Regions from separate parts of the Mus musculus genome. Here region 1 is linked to region 2. The links are chromatin contacts, called in public HiChIP or PLAC-seq maps. All regions are on one chromosome and are shown on one strand. The core of a region is the stretch at or near the end of the contact, and the rest is flanking DNA. Distances in the headings are between cores, read along the strand shown.

The links. HiChIP or PLAC-seq counts read pairs in DNA pulled down with a chosen protein or histone mark.
Region 1: a FOXA1 HiChIP or PLAC-seq map of pancreatic cancer cells shows a contact between it and region 2. The contact joins the enhancer-like site here to the promoter of Akr1e1 in region 2. A contact is called at or near these places in 7 of 39 promoter capture datasets (cranial neural crest, frontonasal cranial neural crest, hippocampal neurons and 3 more) and 1 of 115 datasets of contacts at active chromatin or transcription factors (pancreatic cancer cells).

The regions. Positions count from the first base shown.
Region 1 is chr13:5,676,028-5,682,551 of GRCm38.p6, forward strand. No RefSeq gene overlaps it. Among named protein-coding and RNA genes, the nearest start is that of Gm35330, 45 kb to the right of the region's middle. Within about 2 kb of position 2,189, at least 5 of the 459 cell types and tissues checked have an H3K27ac peak or open chromatin away from gene starts, as enhancers often do. A contact at or near this core is called in pancreatic cancer cells, where this site is marked.
Region 2 is chr13:4,606,578-4,612,495 of GRCm38.p6, forward strand. It overlaps Akr1e1 (aldo-keto reductase family 1, member E1), which reads right to left and starts at 2,587. Exons shown (of 10, transcript NM_018859.2): 1 at 2,508-2,587; 2 at 814-981. The coding sequence starts at 2,546.

The DNA of each region.
Region 1 (6,524 bases), core at 939-3,438, 1.1 Mb after region 2:
TGATAACCTTTCATTAAAGGAGTTTAATATATGTCATTTTTAATCATTGATTCAAGTTTATATAAAAAAAAATAAAAAGAGCCATGGTTATTCATACCAATGTCTGCTGAAAATAAAAATTTCAAAGTTAAAAATGTACCGTGGTGATTCTCAGTGGTAACCTTGAAAGTCTAATCCAGTCAGAAAGCCATAGAAAGCATATATACCACAAACTTCTCACAGCAAGGTTGTCTTTGAGCAATTAGCAGGAGAAAAAAATCAGGATACCCTCCCAGAAGTGAGAACATGGGTTAGAAGATGAGAAGCCTACGCTGGAGGGAGAGGAAGAGGCATGTCTAGAAAATAACATTTGCTCCAGTTAAAGCAAGGTGATAGCCCTTTATAGAAAACCTTAGATGTTTGGTCTTTGGCTTTGAGAGATTCGTAATAAAATATTACTAGTACAGATGATATGCATGGGATAAAGAGAGCAGCACATTCATTTGTTTGGGAACAACAGGAAGTACGGGAAAGCTGAAAGAAACAAGATCAGCTGTGAATATGCTGCTTCTGTTTCAGGATTCTGTGAACAAAAAGTACTGTTGCATCCCTTACTTGAGATAAAAAGAAAGAACCAAAATAAGTCTTCTCTTACAAATAACTATAGATAGTTCCAAGTATTTTATCAGATTGCTCAGGAGCTAATGTTTGATTTAATGGCAAATGAGATAATAATAATAAAAAGTTAATCTTCATCCCCAATGAAGGAGGCAGAAAAAGCACCCAGGGAACTAAAGGGGTCTGAAGCCCCGTAGCAGGAACATCAATATGAACTAACCAGTACCCCCAGAGCTCCTTGGAACTATACCACCAGTCAAAGAAAACACATGGTGGAACTTGTGGCTCTAGCTGTATATGTAGCAGAGGATGGCCTAGTGGGTCATCAATGGGAGGAGAGGCCCTTGGTCCTATGAAGGCTGTATGTCCCAGTATAGGGGAATGCCAGTACCAGGAATGGGAGTGTGTGGGTTGGGGAGCAGGGGGAGGGGATAGGGGATTTTTGAAGGGGAAACTAGGAAAGGGAATAGCATTTGAAATGTAAATAAAGAAAATATCTTTAAAAAAAGATTAAAAATAAAAAAGTTAATTTTCATCATATGAAATGAAATGCCTTTCTAAATTCTTTCTCCACATGCAAAGTTTGCTTAGTCACAAATGTCAAAGGCATGATTTCCAAAAGAGTTTACGTATATATACAAATTAAGCCATTGGTAAATGCAATGTAAATCTGATGTCTCAGGGAAGTAAAACCTGCAAGGGTAAAGTCAAGGTTAGTTTTTCAAAACTGGAAACCAGATTCAATGGAGGTAAGGGCTGTCTGTTAGACCTCTATGGTACACCAGGATGCACTCAGACATGCAGTCATTATCATAGAAACATTTTGTTGAATACCAACAGTGGGTATTCTTTTGGAGTGTGTCTAGGAGAAGATTCGTCCTAGAAATGAAATGAGGAGGTCTTCAGCAACATAGTGGAACAGGCCGGGGTCTGAATGCCTGGGAGTATTAAAGAGAAAAATACTTCAGACTTCTGCACCATGTCTGATCAGCATCAGGAAAATTACAATGGGCCAGAGCAATGGCTCAGCAATTATGAGTACTAGGTAGTCTTGCAGAAGACTTGGGTTTGATTCTTAGCACCTACTAGGTGGCTCACAACATTCTTTAATTCCAGCTCCTGAGGATTCAATGACCTTGTCTGGCTTCTATAGGCACAAGGCATGTATGCAGAGCATAAATTTGTATATAGTTAAAACATACAAGCACATAAAATTAGAAGAAGAAAAAAAGAAAAGAATGAGAGAAAGAAAAACAGAAATGGGAAAATAAAAAGAAGAAATGTAGTTGACTCTTTAGAGAGAGAGAAATAACATTCCTTTATAGGGTTATAGGAATTCAAGTTACTTCTTTAAGTACTACAGATTGTTTTTTTTTTTTTAATCTAAATATTATAGTGATGTGTGACAACACTTTTCCTGGAGAAATCCAAAACACATTTACTCATCCCAGATAAGGATCCCAGAAAGATCAATATGTGGATACCACTGAAGTCCACATGATGAACTAATGAGTTTTATTGGGGTTACTTACAGGAACAGATGTGAGGCGTTATTTACAGGAGCAGGAATGATTCAAGGCCAGCTGAATCACCCAAGCCCGCTCCAGCATGGGTGACAGCTCACGTAATCTGGGAACTTCTAGGACACTGCACAGCCTGTAGGTAGTTCATCAGTTCAGAGAAGCTCCTTTGCCAGAGACTCAGTTGATCTAAACCAGTTTGGGTCAACATTTTTGCTTCTTGCAGAATCTTCTTTGCACCTTGGATTGTCTAAGAGTGATTCTCTGCAGTCTTTACTGTTTACTCTTTCCAAGGAGGGTCTTTGAGAATCCGGTTAGTTTCATGGGCTTCCTGAAGCTATTTTGAGTTGTTCAACTTCTGGACTAAAAAGCATCCCTGTTGTATGGAATGTTGAGGAAACTGCTTCACAACTCAGGGGAAGTCAAAGAGGTAAAGACCTTTGTGATGTTGTAGCTAGGAATGGCATGCAATCTTGTCAAAAGCAGTTTGTGTTTTCTTCACACAAGAGTCAGTATATGCTGATGCCTTTGTCTGTTTGGAACTACAACAGAACATTATAGGCTGGGTAAATTACAAATAAAGAAGAAATGTATAAATACGTTTATACATTTATAAACTACAGTTCTTGAGACCAGGAAGTTCAAGAGCAAATGAACTTCTGTGTTTTCATGCTGAGTTATTTTATCCCAAGAAGAGGATGGTTAAGAGAGTAGAAGTCAGGAAGCCTGGAATTCCTAGCTCCAAGCTCCTTATACTGACATGATTCCAATCATGAGGATGGAGCTCTCATGAGCTCAACATCTCCCATTCTGAGCTGGCATCTCCAACCTCCCAGCACTACCCCATCAGGGATGAAGCCTACAACACATGCCTTTAGAGAAACATACTCAGAACACCGCACTAAAGTAGGAAAAAATATAAAAAACTCAAAATTTTTGAGGTATCCCTTCCAAATTTTCTTACAACGCATTGTAAGAAAATGCTAACTATATTTCTAAGACATCTCTTGTCCTAATGTTAGAATGGATAAAATGCCTAATGAAAATGTCTCTGCAAACTCTTAATACTCTTGTCTTGGGCTGTGTTTATTAAAATTACAATTGGAGAAAATGGAAAAATCCATAGCACAGATTATCCAATTCAGATCAAGGAAAGATTTCATCCCAGTATCCCTGGTTTAGGGAGCCTCCAAAATTAAATTCCAGTTTTGAGTCCAGAAAAAATATCTCAGTGGATGTTGGCTATCAAGCCTAATAAAACCTAGGATATACTGGGTATAAGATGAGAAATATCTTCTGCAAGTTGTCCTTTGACTTTCCCGTGCATGTTACATGTAACACACACACAAGACACACACAAACACAAAGACACATACACACACATACACACACACACACATACACACAGACACACACACACACCAATAAATAAGTAAATGTAATTTTAAAAAATTGAAAATTCCCCTTTCAACTCATTTGAGTTTTGTTATATACTTTTCTAGTTTTTTTTTCCCTTGTGAGTAAATACTGACAATTCCTGAAAATAACCTTAAGATTAAGGGTTATGATCACTAACTATTAGATTAGATTTCGAAACAAAATTGTTTCAGTGGTTTGAGTCATTTCCTGTACCTGAATTATAGGCTATGAACCGTTTGCATACATGGTTGTCAACTGCTTATACAAAGGGCAATTCCATGCCAAAATATGCTTCCATTTATGTTTCTTCTTTAATCCTGTCTCCTTGGAGAGTGTAAGCTCTAGTAAAATGAATGGTCCTTGAACTTGAATAGAGCAGCACCATCAGTAGAACAGCATATATATGTATATATACCTTATAAAAGGTATGTTTCCATCACATATCCTCAGCCCTCTTCCAATAGTAGCCAGGATGATGTTTTATGCCTCAGTTTCCAGGCTTCTGACTTTATTTTTCCCTAAAATCGTCCACTTGGAACTTGCATCTAGTGCCAGGACAGATCTTTCATAAGATGTGGTGAGCACAGAAGAACTGGCTACCGAAGATGGCAAGAGGATGCCTATTGCTGGAATGAGACACAGCTCCTTTTGTGATTCATTAAGCAGAAAGATGATATATTTGGATGTTTTATTGTAGAGCAAATCTACTGCACTGCATCAAAAATTTTCTTGAAAACTACACATGAGACAAATTGTATCTGAGAAGTCAAGAAACTTGATAAGCTTCTAGAAATCCTGTAGTGACCTAACACTTTTCATTTCCTATGGGTGTGGTTTTGATCATCAGCTCCAGCTCTGTGAAAAGGCATGAAGGCTCGTGTTTAGTGACTTACAGGGTATTTTTTGTATGCAGAATTCACAAAACAATAATGTCTTGAGAAGTTTAACTGTAAATTTGTTCATTTCTACAGTTGGATATGAAGGTTTTTAAGCACAGATAAATCAAACTCCATATTCTTTTACATCTTTGAGTAGGATGGCTACATATAGAGTGTCTAAAGAAATTTAAAACTAAAATCCTTTGCACATACTCTAATTTATAAAAGGATAAAGTCCAATTTGCAAAGTCACCAGTCTCCTGTAGTGGCAGAAACATACCTGAGAGCAAGCATGACTCATGCTGAATTCATAAATCCATTGCAAGTGTAATTCAAATTTACTATCTAGCTACTGAAAAAAACACACCAAATCTTGCTGAGATGTTGACAGGAGCTCCAGAGCAGGGCTGCCTGGCTATTGGTAACAATTCAAAACATTTCCACAGATTACCAATCCCTGTATCAGATCTTGGGGACCGGGCTGAAATGTTTTGAGCATAACTTACTTCAAAGCAGAGTGAAATGAATATAGCTGTGAATGTGTTCATGAATGCCCTGTCATCATTGAGCTAGTATTTTTAAAATAAATGACAAATTGTCACAACTATTATTTTCCTCTGGAAAATAATGTGTAGTGTGAGAGACAAATAGGAAAATTGCTTCAATATGCTGGATTCTGCAGGCATCACCCAACCAGGTCCTCCCTTGGACAGGTGAGATCTGAGTCAAGGCCTTCCACCAAGGTAGTATGTGATAGTCTGTATCCACAATATCATACCTGCATAGGGAGGTGATCACAAATGCACTTGCTATAGTTTGGATGCTAACTGTCCTTCACAGGCTCCTGTGATTGGTCACTAGATCTCCAGATGGTGCTGATATTTTGAGAAGTGGTGGAACCACTGACCACTGAACAATGACACCTGTCTTGTTAAAACACAACGATGGGAGGATCTTGAATTCTATTCTTCTTCCAATCCCAGGCTAGCTGGCTGCTTCCTGATCTGCCAAGATGTAACATATCATGCAGCATGCTTTGACCTCCACTCCTGTACCCCACAGAGTCATCACAGACAAGTAGTTTCTGAAACAAGGAGTTAAAATAACTTCATTTCTCTTAAGAAGCTTCTTTGTCATGTTTTGTCATAGTGACTGGAGAAAAAGTGCTAACTAATAGAGTTGTACTTTGTTTTCCACTATTTTGATGCTATTCTCTTCTAAAATTAACCCCAAAGAGATAGGGACACAAAGTTTTCTCCTAGGATTCCTCCAGAAACAGCTGATTTCTGTAGCAGCCCATATTAATTTTGATGTTTGATATTGGGTGACTTTTTCTTGGGTATTATGAACACATTTATTCATCCCTGATAGTAAACCAATCACATACCAAAAAAAAAAAAAAAAAAAAAAAAAAAACAATTCTATTTATGTCTCTATAAATGGAGAGATTCCTAGAGTATGGGCGACTCAAAGGCAGCTGTAGCACTTTGAAGACCATCTCACTGTGAGGTGACTCTTCAATCTCCTTAGTGATAAAGTGTTGGTGGTTTTTATCTCCCTGAGAGGATTCTGCTACACCTTGTCTGAATCTCAGCTTCTTGAGTCTCATGAGTTCCAAGAGATTCCAAGCCATTTGTGTTACAGTTAGCTTCCTGAGTCTTGTGGGCATCCCGTGTCCCCCAAAGAGAGAATGTTATAGAGTCTGCCATGCAGCTAAGGCAAGCTGTCAGGATCTGGGTGAATGAAGCAGAACTCATTTCTGAGGCAAAGTCTTCCAATTTTGCATATAGTGTAGCCAGATAAGAAGATGCTATTTACCATGGCCACCAGCCACTTGCTTCATGAGGCTTGTCAGTTTGCCACTCAGCTCTGACGCTGAGAGTCAAAGTCAAGGAAGGAAGGAAGGACATAATGGATAAGAATTTTATAACATATAGTAAGACATAACTTACACAAAAACAGATACTGCTAACAAATCAACATCCATACTTGCCACCATGTTTGTAATTTCAATAAACAAACCCAAAGATTCAACTCATATCCTACAAGTTGCCTGTGTTGTATCCCTAACTGTAGAGTTTAAAGATTATTTGCTTCAGCCCCAGAAGTC
Region 2 (5,918 bases), core at 1,337-3,836:
GACTCCCACACCTGCTGCATTCATGCATACAGCATGATTGACTTCACAGAGACTCCCACACCTGCTCATTCATGCATACAGCATGATTGACTTCACAGAGACTCCCACACCTGCTGCATTCATGCATACAGCATGATTGACTTCACAGAGACTCCCACACCTGCTCATTCATGCATACAGCATGATTGACTTCACAGAGACTCCCACACCTGCTGCATTCATGCATACAGCATGATTGACTTCACAGAGACTCCCACACCTGCTGCATTCATGCATACAGCATGATTGACTTCACAGAGACTCCCACACCTGCTCATTCATGCACACAGCGTGATTGACTTCACAGAGACTCCCACACCTGGTCATTCATGCATACAGCGTGATTGACTTGCTTCCTGCTTGTACAGCTATCACCTCAGAGTCAATTTCTTAGTGTGGAGTTTGGAATGTGCCCTTTGATCACCTCTAGCAGGTGATTCCAAGTTAAGGCCGGTCTATGTAGTAGACAAGAATTCAAAAGTGCTCGGACTTTATTCTCTTCACTACAGACACAAAGGTGGTGTCACTCAACCAAGATTTCATTCATGAAAGTATTGTTGATTGGTGGTATGTCTCTGCATGGCCACCTGAATGGCCAAATAATAAAACAAAGATGTAAGCAAACAAAACATAACCTCACATGTTCACAAAGCTAGAGGAGAATCAACTACATCCCCAAAGCACCAATTCCCATAAGGAAACTGACCAAATCCTCTAGGCTAGATGGTTCCAGCTCTGCCAGGAGCTTTGCCTGCGGAAGTGGAGAAGCCTTACCTTACTGACTACAAAGAGATCCTCTCTCTTCACCACGCCCTCCTTGATCTTCTCACTGATTCCCATTCCCACCTCGCTCTCATTGTGGTATAAGTAAGCACAATCGAAGTGCCGGTAGCCCAGGTTGATAGCCAACTTAACTGCATCAGTCACTTCTCCTGGGGAGGCCTGGAATATAACCAAACACAAGGAAAGTTTCTTCTGTCAGGGGAACCCAATCCCCTTTCTCCCCCGTCATGTGGGAAAGTATAGCCAAGCAATACATAAATACTCAAATCAGTAAAGCAGTATGAACATCAGCCAGACCAAAAGGTAGAGAATGGAACGTCATAGTCAGAATATGATTAATATTCTGTTCTGCTATCTTTACTCATTCTGGAAACAGGGTGCTTTTCAGCTCTTGCTGTGTTGTGCTTCCCGATTACAGAAGGGCTAAGAACAGCTGGGGCAGGAAGCGGTCTGATATTTAGCACCCAGGGATGCATGAATCAACTGTAAACATAAAACAAGTATCACACACATGGACTCACTCAATATCTGTAGGGTACACACAGGAAAAGCTTAGTGAGACACAGACATTTCCATCAAATATGAAAAGTGTAGCTCAAGGTAGCTTTGAATTTGATCTCTTCCTTGCTTTGTCCTAAATGACTTGGTTATTGGATCAAGGGGATATACATATCTAGCATAGCGACATTATTTAAGATCATCAGTCAGTGTCACATTTGCTATGGTTTTCCATTGCCTTCACATATTTTGAAAGTCATATTCCTGTGTCTTCAGGAGATAGAATTAAATGCTTCAATTGTGTTGGGAGGGTGATTCCCCCCCCCCCACACACACAGTTTTATTTATTTATTATTTTATTGACATTTCTTTCATCTCACATCTCAGCATTCACTATGTGGTACCAAAGAACACTCAAATCACCAAATTGCCAAAATAATAATAATAATAATAATAATCCCATCCTTTTTACAAAAAATTCTGGAGAAACATTTATTTGAAAACCTTCCTATAAACAGAATTTTTAAATTTACTTTTTTATCAAAAACAAAACAAAACAAAACCCCCAAACCATAAAAAGAAACAAATTTTGATCATGCCTCCCCCTCCCCCACAACTTGTCCCAGAGTCAGACAGGCCTATTCAACTATTCAACTTCACGTTCATTATGCCCTACATTCAAAATCAACTGAGCAAGCAGTGTAACTACTCGCAAATATCTCTAATGTCGCTAGTGGACTCCAGAAGTAGACATTACACTTACATCGGTGCAATTATTTAATTATTTTTATTTGGTTTGTTTTAGCATGCAAAGTAGCACGCTTCCTTGTGGCCATTTGACACACACTCGGTTTTGCTGTGCCAAGATGAGTGCCACTAGGCATAAATGATTTTTCGGAGGCTGGGGGTCCGTGATTAGCTCACACAAGGCTAGGTTAACAGCACACTGCTTTATTTAAAGTTAGTCTAACAGCTTTGAATCCTCGCAGGGAGCAGGGTGTTTTAGGATCACAGGAGAGAGAGTCCAACTTCTCCTCTAATCCGTCTGGGGGAAAACCTTAATCAGAGCCCGGGTCTGGAAGGAATCACCCTAGGCAAAAGAAATCCCGTGCCCCTGGCTGTTTTTGAGCATGTACTCATCAGGCTCCGGGACCCTTAGCCCCACCCACACCGGAGTGTGTCCTCACCTTCCAGGTGCCCAAGCCCACTGTAGGGATGTTTTCCATGGTTCCCCTTTGCTCAAAGGCTCAGCCTCTTCCTGCACTTTAGCGGCCAGAGAGCGTTCCAGGGACCTCAGGAAATGCCGTGATAGGCTGGAGTTCTGGCAGTTTAATTGGCTGATGGAGAGGTCGCTTGGTGCTCTGATTGGCTGAGAGCATAGTCCATCTTTCAGGGGACCTAAGCAATTGGGTTTGGTTGTGCTTTATCTCTGTCCTAAATCCTCTATGATCCTAAGAATTCCGTCTCCGAGCAACCTGCCTAAAGCCCAGATCCAGTGCTCTGTCCTTCTTGCAAACAGGCTGTGGTTCAGGATATTTCCTGGACATCAGATGTTTTAGATTGATGATCGTTTCTAGTATCCTGGAAAAAACAGGTTTGACTATATCAGCTGTCTTGAACCTTGCAATGATGATGAGTGCTACTTTGAGGTGATTGCCATTTTAGTAATAGAGGAAATATAATCTGAATATCATTTTTAAGGTGTGTCTTATGGAATTAAAAAAATCAAGATTAAAAATTAAACATCTCTGGAAGATTATTCACTGTAATAAGAACTAATAATAAGGGAGGTCATTTAAAGAGAGCAAATAGTATATAGGCAGATTTTGAGGGAGGAAAAGGAAGAGAGAAATGTAATTATAATTGCAAACAAAACAAAACAAAACAAAAACAAAAACCCAAGGGTCTTCCCACAAGATAATCCCTCAAAGGAATGCCTACAAGACTGTCTCCCAGGTGATTTTTAGGTCTTATTCAGTTGGCAATAATCCTAAAATCACAAGCTGAAACATCTAGAAGGAACCAGAAAACCAGCCCATAAACGCAAAGGTAAATAGCTATTTCGAAAATATTAGCATTACTAAGATGATTAGAAAAATTGAAGATTTGCGTGTTACAGTGCTTAGAATTTTGTATCCTTCACTATGTTTGTTAATAACTTATTAAAAACTTAGCAGAATTCAACAATTTTACAATTTCAACCCAAAGTTTTGTTTTGTTATTTTAATTTCTCTGTTGCCATATTACACATCTGTTCATTTGTTTGAGTTTTTCAAGTGCTCATGGCAGATGCACTGTGGATGTGGAAAACTCTACATCTTCTCCAGTTCTCTTTTTTTATTTATATTTTGTAAAAATGGCAAAGTTAAGCCATTAACGGTCAGACAACTATTTGTAGCTTTCGATCTTTATGCAGATTAACATGGAAGTATCCATTTGCAAGAGGATGTGTTTTCAGATGTTCAATATTATTAGTACTCTCTCTCTCTGATAAGCTTTTATTACTCATAGCGACACTTACACTTTCAGTTCATAAATCTATAGAAATATTGTCCTATCTTTAAATGATTTCTATCATTTCATAAAAGGGTAGTTTGATCTAGGGATGCCTTCTTTTTTAATGGTCATTTCAGATTTCTTAGGTAGTAATTTAGCAGAAACCAATGTTACAGATGTAAATACTTGAAAAACATACAAGCATGCTTTACAAGAAATTATTGAAACCTCAAAATTTGATGAGGTAGTTTATTTTAACACACAGAAAACTTTTGCCAGGTTCTCATGGCAGGCAGAGACAAATATATACACTAACATATACATAATGAACATATACACATGCATATGTATATGTGAATGCAAATACATCTGCTCAATTATCCATTCAATAAACAGCATATTCTGGTCAGTACAAGCAACTTAACAAGGGTAAACCGGAAATATTTGGATGCCATTAGGTTAATTTTGCATATGTATTTAATAAATGTCATTTTAGAAAACACATTTTATTCTTATATATAGGTAATTGTGAGAAAAATCAACAAATTTAAAGGGCAAGCTGGTAACTACACAGGAGACACTTCACCTAAACTTTGGAACTATTTTGCAATAATTCTTCATAATTAAGAAATACAATTGAAGACACACTAATAAGTTGTATGAAAAAACAAAATCATAAGACACATGAACTTTATAAGTTGATTCTTCCTGCCCTCTGGTGGTTGTTTCTCAAAATACAGATGTGTATGTAGGAATATATGTAGGGTGTGTATAAAACATATATAAATGATATATAATATATAAATGTATATCTAGAAATACATATATTTAGACATGTATTTATGAACACATATATGTCTATACATATGTGTATATGTGTGTTTAATTGAAATGCCATACTACCTCACACAGAGTATAACATTTCTCCCAGTTGCTAAATAAAAAGCTCAGTGACAGGTGTACCATACCTTACCTTAAGCTGTTGTTTTGGAGGTTGCAGAGACCTCTAAAATATTGCAGGTCATTGACGGTGATCTTGGATGTGGACCAGAAGAATTTGATGATATAATTCTAGTATTAAAGACATCATATATTCTGTTCATAGGAAACAGAGAAATAAAGTTGGTATTGACTAGGGAACTTCTCTGCTATCCAGATTGCATGCTGTGTGGGCTGCTGTAGGAGAAAAGTCATCAATAGGTTTTCTATCAGAAAACATTGGAGGCAAAATGATATGCTGCATGGCAAGATATGCTTGTAGACATGCATAAATGTTTTGGGCAGGTAATCAGTTCATTCTGACTAGATATGAGGACCATTCCACAGAGAAAAATGCATGCCTAGCACAATAATCATGGACAAGAATTCATGGTTGCAGAATGAACAAGCCCGGGATTAATCTACTAATATCAGCTTTCTAAATAACATTAGACTATTGTCTGAATGGTTAATCTATATAACTTTGAATGGTGCACCTCTTAGATTTTATCAGAGAGATGTCTTTGTTCTGTAGAGGGAAATCAATACAGAAACATACAATCGGTCAATGCATAGAGAACACCTCATGTTTGTGAGGTGTTCATCCACAGATGAGACAGCTATATCACAAACCTCCTCACAAGATTCAGAGGTCCCTTTAGGAGAGGTGGGTCAAAGAGTGGTAAGTTGGAGAGAACTGAAGCCAAACAATGGTTTTTTTGCACATGATATTAGCATGAGTTTGCAGCAGCAGTGGTTGCCTGCAAAAAACCTAAGCAAGAGCAAGACAATAAAAGACTCAGTGTGTAAAGCATGAGAGTCTTGAGTGCCCCACCCCTAGCTGATGAGCTATTGATAAGCAGATGACTGCTTCTAGAGGAAGGGTAGTTGGTTCTCGTTAAGTTTATAATTTCTGGTAAGTCAACCATACTCAAGTGGATGCCCCCACAGCTGTGAGTCTGTGGACATATGGACAGAGCACATTGGATTGGTGAGAGACGGGAGTAGGGGTCAGGTGGGAGTTTGGCAGGTGTGGGGAGTGGATCCAGAAGAAGTTACAGAGTGAAATTCTGGGTGAAACAATCAAAATACTTTGTATAGATGTGTGAAATTCTCAAGAAATT